Regions from separate parts of the Macaca mulatta genome. Here region 2 is linked to region 1. The links are chromatin contacts, called in public Hi-C maps. All regions are on one chromosome and are shown on one strand. Each heading gives the region's core, a stretch centred on a gene start, on an enhancer-like site or on the middle of the called end of the contact. The rest is flanking DNA. Distances are from core to core; before and after follow the strand shown.

What was found. A called contact is a pair of places that touch in the nucleus more often than the background predicts.
Region 2: a contact with region 1 is called in a Hi-C map of liver, with 2.1 times the contacts expected there. The contact joins the enhancer-like site here to the promoter of SDE2 in region 1. A contact is called at or near these places in 5 of 14 Hi-C or Micro-C datasets (CD4 T cells, blood, fetal cortex germinal zone and 2 more).

Annotation. Positions count from the first base shown.
Region 1 is chr1:83,724,660-83,728,791 of T2T-MMU8v2.0, forward strand. It overlaps SDE2 (SDE2 telomere maintenance homolog), which reads right to left and starts at 2,371. Exons shown (of 7, transcript XM_015115188.3): 1 at 2,177-2,371. The coding sequence starts at 2,296.
Region 2 is chr1:83,855,189-83,859,008 of T2T-MMU8v2.0, forward strand. No RefSeq gene overlaps it. Among named protein-coding and RNA genes, the nearest start is that of H3-3A, 66 kb to the left of the region's middle. Within about 2 kb of position 2,338, at least 24 of the 40 cell types and tissues checked have an H3K27ac peak or open chromatin away from gene starts, as enhancers often do. A contact at or near this core is called in CD4 T cells, blood and liver, where this site is marked.

The DNA.
Region 1 (4,132 bases), core at 1,121-3,620:
CCTTAGATATTATTTGGTTTTTGAGACCGAGGCTTCTCAGTGAATAAGAAAGTAGCAGACCTTCATGGGGGTCATTATGACATTATGACATATCACCATTTCCTGTTAACTCTGTAGCTGTACATCGGTGTAGTGTGGGGGTCACAAAAACAAACATAAATTTTGCAGCTGGCTTTATTTGTGTCTGTTATCCCAGCCTGATGAAAAGCAGGGCAGATTTTTATTTTCTCAGTGGGAGTTAACACTAACTTCATCATGTGTCAGAACAGTTTTGTTTTTAAAAACATAGGTGTGAACTTGAGCTATTCTTATTTGTTCCAGTATCTCATCAAATACTCTTTTGTGTTTCTATTCATATTTGCTATGGTCATGTTTCTTAAGTTTCTGACTGAATCCACTCATTTATATTTCTTTTTTTTTTTGAGACTGAGTCTATCTTTGTCACCCAGTTTGGAGTGCAATGGCTCAATCTCGGCTCACTGCAACCTCCACCTCTCAGGTTCAAATGATTCTCCTGCTTCAGCCTCCCCAGTAGCTGGGATTACAGGCGCCTGCCGCCACGCCTAGCCAATTTTTGTGTATTTTTAGGAGAGATGGGGTTTCACCATGTTGGCCAAGCTGGTCTCGAACTTCTGACCTCAGGTGATCTGCCCGCCTCGACCTCCCTAAGTGTTGGGATTACAGGCGTGAGCCACCGCACCTGGCCTATGATTTCTTGCTTCCGATTTAAAAATAATTATTTCCAACATACCTCATGATTAAGATCCTATTTTTTCTGGTTTCACTTTGGATCAATTGTCAGCAAGTTTGAAAACTGTACTCATAGGCCCGAAAGAGTGGCTCAAGCCTGTACTCCCAGCACTTTGGGAGGCTAAGGTGGGAGGATCACCCGAGGTCAGGAGTTCAAGACCTGGCCAACGTGGTGAAACTCCGTTCCTACTAAAAATACAAAAATTAGCCAGGCATGGTGGCGGGCGCCTGTAATCCCAGCTACTTGGGAGGCCAAGGCAGGAGAATCGCTTGAACTCAGGAGGCGGAGGTTGCAGTGGCCGAGATGGCGCCATTGCACTCCAGCTTGGGCAACAGGAGTGAAAATCCGCCAGTGGGCGGGGGGCAGAGAGAGGAGAAAAGAAAACTGTACTCATGAGAAAAGAATTATTTTCAAAAGAATTAGAATGCAATTATTTTCATGGTCAAAAACAGTTGTGCTTACAGTTTTTAGACTGGATTACAGAGCAGGAAGGAAAACATGGAAAGTGAAATACCGTATTATTTGCAAACACATAGCTTCTTCACGGAATCGATCCAAGTCTCTTAAAAATCTGGTTTAGACTGCAGCGTTAACATTTGTTAAGCTTATAAATAGTAAGCAGAGGAAATAGCCGAGGAAAGCACGGATGAGGTGCGGAAAGAAGAACAGAGTTCTAGATCAAGTGCCAACATTAAAATTAGATTCAGGGAAACCACTAAATTCTTTTGACAACTGAATAGGTTTAATATCTTATTGCTGGTAAAAGCTTACTTAATTGAGAGTTAAGTAAAAGCTCACGTGTAACTTGGGAAGTCCCTGGTAGGTTTCCGCAAATGTGCATGGACAAATAAGACCATCAAATGATTAGTGAACACTTCTACATAACAGGCCCTAAGAACCCAGGCTCTCAACAGGACACACGTGTGAATGCTTGGTCACAACGAGTGACCAGAAGAATCAATTTTCCTCCCCAATCATCCTTTGGCCTGGGTTCGGATATGACATACTTCTCCAGGCTGGGGCTTAACAAGGCTGTGTGATAACTGAAAAAAATACACGTCACATAACCACAGTAAGAAGGTGAAGACTGTAGCCTTAAACATCAGCCTGCCCAACTGCCAGAAGACCGTTATATTTACGGATAAAGAAAGAGAAACAAAGTATTTGTAACTGTGAGCCGGACTAAGTGCCTCTAACAGCTTTTTTCTCCCTCTTGGTGGGGAGGCAAACCACCATCACAAAAGAAAAGGAAGCTCTCAGTAACAGTTCGAAGCACCTTAACACTGAGGAACTCTCAGCCTCAACAAGGGAAAACCCCAGAGAATAGAGGTACCCGCCCCTCCTCCTCCGGACAGACCTACTTCGCACCCAGCGCTGCCACCTGTCTGCCTCTTTCTCCTTCCTAACAGGAACCGAAATCCTCACCTGATCTTGGCAGTGCCGGTGGATAAAATCACGGACGGTGCACCGAGCCGAGGCACACCGCACCGCCTTGCACCCGAAGCCGGGGCCGCGAATCCACACCAGCCCAGCGCCTTCCGCCATATCACCAACTCCCCGAACCTCTAGCCTCCCTGAGACACCAGGCGCCGCAACTCGCCCGGCGCATCTTGATGACGCGAGCGTCTCCCAGCGCCCCGCCCCTCACGCTTCCATTCGCTCCTCCCCTCCCCTGGGGCTGGTCAAGTGAGCCGGGCGGCCGGGCGGCGCGGGCTGGGGGAGGGGAACAGGAAAGGCCTGGCGGAGGCCGATAAGGCAGCAGAGCACTGGGCGAGGTGTTGCCAGGAGAAGTTGCTAGGGCGGGGCTCGAGGGACCGGCTATAAAAGGTTCGTGCTGGGTTAGATTTCGAGCTTCCTGGCCATAAGCGATAAGGCTGTAACTAAGCACCGCCCTGTGCCGTAGGCTTTGGCCCTTTTCCTCACATCTGTGTAGTTATTTTTGGGTCGCGGAGAATTGTGGCCCAAGAAAGCTCTGCTCCTTGGGAGTGTGGGGAGAGAAGCTGCAGTCCCGGAAGCGGTTTTAGGGGGCCGCTTCCTTGGCCTGGAGGAGCCCCCCAACCCGAGGGGACCAGGGAAACGACCCCCAGGAGGCCCCCAAACAGTGGCCCGCGTGGTTTCTCCTCCAGGTTTACAGAGCGTTCTCTTCCCCTCCAGAAACAGCCAACCTCCGGGTTTCTGCCTGCCACGCACGGTTTATTCTTATTTCCGCCTGTTTGTGCTCTGCGTTATCTCCACTTAAGCTCTGTTTTCAAAATATTTCACAGCAAGTGGGCTCTTGTGAAAGGCAGTGACAGGAGTGACGTTTATAGTCATGCTGCTTCAAAAAACCCTACCATAACTTTTATTCTGCACCATGGAAACACACTCGGACAGATTTGCATAACGTAACTTTAAGGCTCAGGGAATCTGAAGGAGTCCCTTAATATTTAATAGGCTGAGATTATGGTATTTCTAAAACCCTGAACAATTCAAAAGCCACCAGTGTGAAGATAGGAAGGTTATTAGGAGATATCTGTGCCTCCTAAACGCAAATGCATCGGCCCACAGAATTGCCTTCTCTGCTGTTAAAATGCTTGGCAAATGAAACTCCTAGCTGAGTGGGTAACAAGAAAAAATTCAGAAATCGTTTAGAGGTGGCAGTATGTGCGAAAATGGAATTTCAAGGCCTGGGAAGTTAATAGATTCAGTGGTCTTTATTTCACACACGAGGGAAAGTTGGGGAGAGAAAGGGCCTCCATGGGGATGCCAGTAGATAAAGAAAAATTACAAAAAAAATAAAAATAAAGATAGATTGTACCGGCCAGGCGTGGTGGCTCATGCCTGTAATCCAGCACTTTGGGAGCCTGAGGCGGGCAGATCTCTTGGTCAGGAGTTCGAGACCAGCCTGACCAATATGTTGACACCCCATCTCTACTAAAAATACAATAATTAACCGGGTGTGGTGGCGCGTGCCTGTAATCCCAGCTGTTCAGGAGGCTGAGGCAGGGGAATCGCTTGAACCCGGGAGGCAGAGGTTGCAGTGAGCTGAGATCGCGCCACTGCACTCCAGCCTGGGCGACAGAGCAAGACTTGTTTCACACACACAAAAAATATATATATTGTACCTAGGAAGCAGTATTTTGGAAAGGTGGTGCCATGGCAACCCTGGGGCGTGAAGGTGTTGCCAGGTACTTGTAAGCCATCCACACTCCAGAAACCTCAAGTTCCTCTGCAGTTTCCTCCCCAGCTGTCTGTCCTCCGGGTTCCTGAAAAAGCAATCTACAGATCTGAGCCTTAAGCTGCTTCTTTTTTTTTTTTATTTGTGATTTCTTCCTTCTGGGGATCAAAAATGACTATTTCAAATAAATAAATAATTTTTTAAATGACTATTTCAAAGGTCTG
Region 2 (3,820 bases), core at 1,088-3,587, 130 kb after region 1:
GTGGTTCCCACCTAACGCCCCAGGTCTGGCGCCCCTCCCCATAGGCTTCTCAGGATTCTACCCTCAATGCGTGCCAGGGCAGGCCTGAGCATCACCCCAGGGGAGGCCCAGGCTGCTGGGGAGGGGCAGCTTTCCAACCTCAATGGGAATGAAGGGGGTTCCATCAAACCAGCACTGGCTTCCGCCTCTTCTGCAGGTGAGAGGGTGGAAAGCCTGTGCTCATTCCACCAGCTTTTTTGGATTTAATAAAAAATTCACAATGTTCAGGAGATTGATTTTTGGGTTTTGTTTGTTTTATTTGTTTTTTGTTGTTTGCTCTTTTGAGACAGGGTCTTACGCTCTCGCCCAGGCTGGAGTACAGTGGTGCAATCTTGGCTCACTGCAACCTCTGCTTCCCTAGTTCAAGTGATTCTCTTACCTCAGCCTCCCAAGTAGCGGGGACTACAGGTGTACATCACCATGCCTGGCTAATGTTTGTATTTTTAGTAGAGATGGGGTTTCACTGTGTTGGCCAGGCTGGTCTTGAATTCCCGGCCTCAAATGATCCACCTGCCTCTGCCTCCCAAAGTGCTGGGATTACAGGCGTGAGCCACTGTGCCCTGCCAATGTTCAGGAGATTCAAAAGCAGCAAGTGAGTAATGGTATTTGCTAATGGGTGCCTCCCCAGAACTGAGGGGCCCCAGGAAGGCTGAGGCTTGAATGGCCAGGGTGAGCTGAGGCTGGTGGGCCAAGACATGGCCCAGACTTCCCATGCAGTTCTGGAGCCTCAGTGGCCATTTCCTCCATCCCTCTGTGCCCAGAGAGATGCCCTACTGAGTTTGGCAATGCTGCGGTTGAGTGAGGGTGGGAATTCCCAAGCCCGTGGGACAAGCATCGTCAGAATCTTCACAAGGAGCACCCACTCCCGGTAAAGCTACAGCCTGGGAGGCCATGCTTGGCACACCTTGGGTGCCTGACCAGTGAGGGTGCTCCCTGCATGGCCTACAGGTCTCTTCCAGCCGAGCCTAGTGGAGCAAAGGATCTCCCCTAGGAGATGGGGCACAAGAGAGGAAACAGGTAGGAAGGGGCGCAGCTTCAGCATCCTCTGGCCAAGGAGGGGTAGAATCTTCCTGGACTCCCTACTGGAGTGGCTGCAGAGGGAATGGGAGGGAACCAGGCTCAGAGGCCCGTTAGAGAATGTCCTAGGTGCCCATCAGGTGAGCCGGCAGCATACTCCAGCTGAACCACAGGCCCATCCTTGGCCCTGGAGCCATTTTTACCACAGAAGTATTTATTTTACAGTAAGACTCATTTCCAAGTTCGCTGGCCTGTTACAAATATTCATTTACACAGGTGATTTGCCTACAATTTACTCAATGAGAAAAATCCCATTGCAAATTATTTTGTAAGTGGAGGAATCCCTTTTCAAGCAAACTATCAGCTTCTGCTTGTTGGGACAGATCTCCTTTTACCGAGTATGCTTAAAGTCAGGGCTGTTCATCATTTTCCAAGCTCGTATTGAGCAGTGGCAAGATCACAGCTTTGGAGGGTGGTGCACCTGGAAATGAGGGGTCCTGGCTCCCACCTTCTTTTAAAATACAGCCATAAGGCAGGTAGTAGGACGTTGTCACTGCCCTTGCTAAGACAGTTCCCACGCAGGGCCTCAGGGGCGGCGGGGCCGCCTTCTCCCCCACGGCCAGCCTGGGGGAGCTTGGGAATCGTGGCCAATGCACAGACGGGCAGTGCTTGCTCTCCCTTCACAGGCAAGAAACCGAGGCACAACGCAGGCTAGCAGCTGCCCCTAGGTCACACGGCGACCCAACTCGGTTCTCTGGCCCGCGGCCTCTGTTGGTTCCGGTCTGGGAAAGGGACCCCGCAATCGTCCCTCCGGCCGCCAGCAGTGCCAGACCCCCCGCGCAGGGGCCGGGGGGTGGCGGGCCCGCCACTGACCTCCCCCGTCCGACCTGGGTCCCGCGCTCGGCGGGGTGGCGGCGGCCGGGACGCAGGAGGATCAGCGTGACGGCAGCCCGGGCGGGGGAGGACCGGGGTGACGGCGGCCGGGCGCCCTCTGGTGGCCGCCGCGCGCAGCAGGGGGGAGCGCGGAGCGTCGGGGCCTGCAGCCGGGCGGGGGTGACAGCGGCCCGGGGACCCTGCACTTTGGGGTGACCTGGCCTGGTGGCCGCGCTTCCTTCGCTACAAAAAGGAAGCACATCTTGGAAACACCGAACTTCTGTGGCACCAGTAGTTACACCTGGTCTCTGAATCGGGCGAGCAGCGCCCTCGCGCCCCCAGCGCTGAGCAGGGGCGGGCGGGGAGCGGAAATGGTGGCTGTTGTCGTTGCCGCGCGGCTGGGCGCCTGGGGAGCCCGCGGAGGGGCGCGGCCGCCAGACCCCGCCCGGCTCGGGGGTGAGGAGACCCCAGCTCCGGACACCGAGGCTCCGCCCCGCCTGCGATGCACCCCCCGCCCACCTCTGCGCCCCTTTGTTCCGCGGCCGCAGTCCCGCCGAGAGCCGCACGGAAGAGCCCCGGCCTAGCCGTCCCGCGGCGGGGCAGTGCCCAGTCCCGCCGTTTCCCGCCGCCTCACCAGTCTTGGGCGGGAGGGGCCCTGGCGCTGGCGTGGCCGCGGCTGCCACAGCGCAACCAGGACAGCACTCGGGGCTGCTGGGGCCAGGGTGCGCCCCGGGCGGCTCCACGCGGCTGAGTTGCCCCCGCGCCTCCCACCCCCGGCCTCTCGGGGTCGCCGGCTTCGCGCGCCCTCCCGGAGGAGGACTGAGACCGCAGTGAGGGGCGGGCTCCTCCGCAGCACCCCCGGGTTTTATAATAAAAGTCGCCCTTGTTTAAGAGCCGGGTCGGAGGCGCCGCTTTCTGGGCGGTGAAAGCCGAAGGGAGAGCGGGCAATTCGCTGCGGCGGTGGCCGCTTTGTGGGCGTCGGTCCAGCGCCCCGGCCCGGCCTGGGAGACCCGCACCAACCCCGAGAGGGAGGACGGAGCGCGGGCGCAGCCCAGGGGCCGAAGCACTGTACGCTTGGCCGGCGCGGAGGCAGGAGGGAGACAGGGAAGCCTGAGCTCGGCGCTGCCTCAGCCTCCGGGGGTGGGTGGGTGGGCGGGCGGCGGTGAGGTAGCCTTGCTCGGGCCCAGCCTGCGTGGGCACTCCATGAGTCTCCGTCGCATGACGGAGGCGGGACCTAGGCAGTGTCTCCTGCAGGGCGAAAGCACGGAAAAGATCCGAGGGCATTTCTTGAGCCTGGCAGGAGGCCAGGGGTTTTACAGGGCAGGGAGGAACCTGGAGGAACCGAGGCGCCACGTTGTTGGTTGGAAAGAAGGGTGGCCAGGTGGTGAGGAGGCTGGCAAAGGGTCCCAGACAACAGGAAGGGCACCTGTGAAGCCGCCCTGCCAAGGGTGTGGTAGAGGCGGGGTGAAATGAGCACTGCTCTTAAAATTGACTGTTTTATTTTTTTATGAGATGGAGTCTCGCTGTGTTGTCCAGGCTGGAGTGCAGTGGCGCGATCTCGGCTCACTGCAACCTCTGCCTCCTGGGTTCAAGAGATTCTCCTGCCTCAGCCTCCCCAGTAGCTAAGATTACAAGGCATCTGCCACGACTGTCGGCTAATTTTTTTGTAGTTTTAGTAGAGACGGGGTTTTGCCATGTTGGCCAGGCTGGTCTCCTGAGCTCGAGTGATCCACCCGTCTTGGCCTCCCAAAGTGCTGGGATTACAGGCGTGAGCCTCTGGCCTAAAAGTGACTGTTTACTACAATAAATACAAATAATAGGTCACCAGCACTTGTCTGCTAAGGCCCTAGGGCGGGGTGTGTTTAGGGGACCCCTCTCCTCTCCAGGCCCT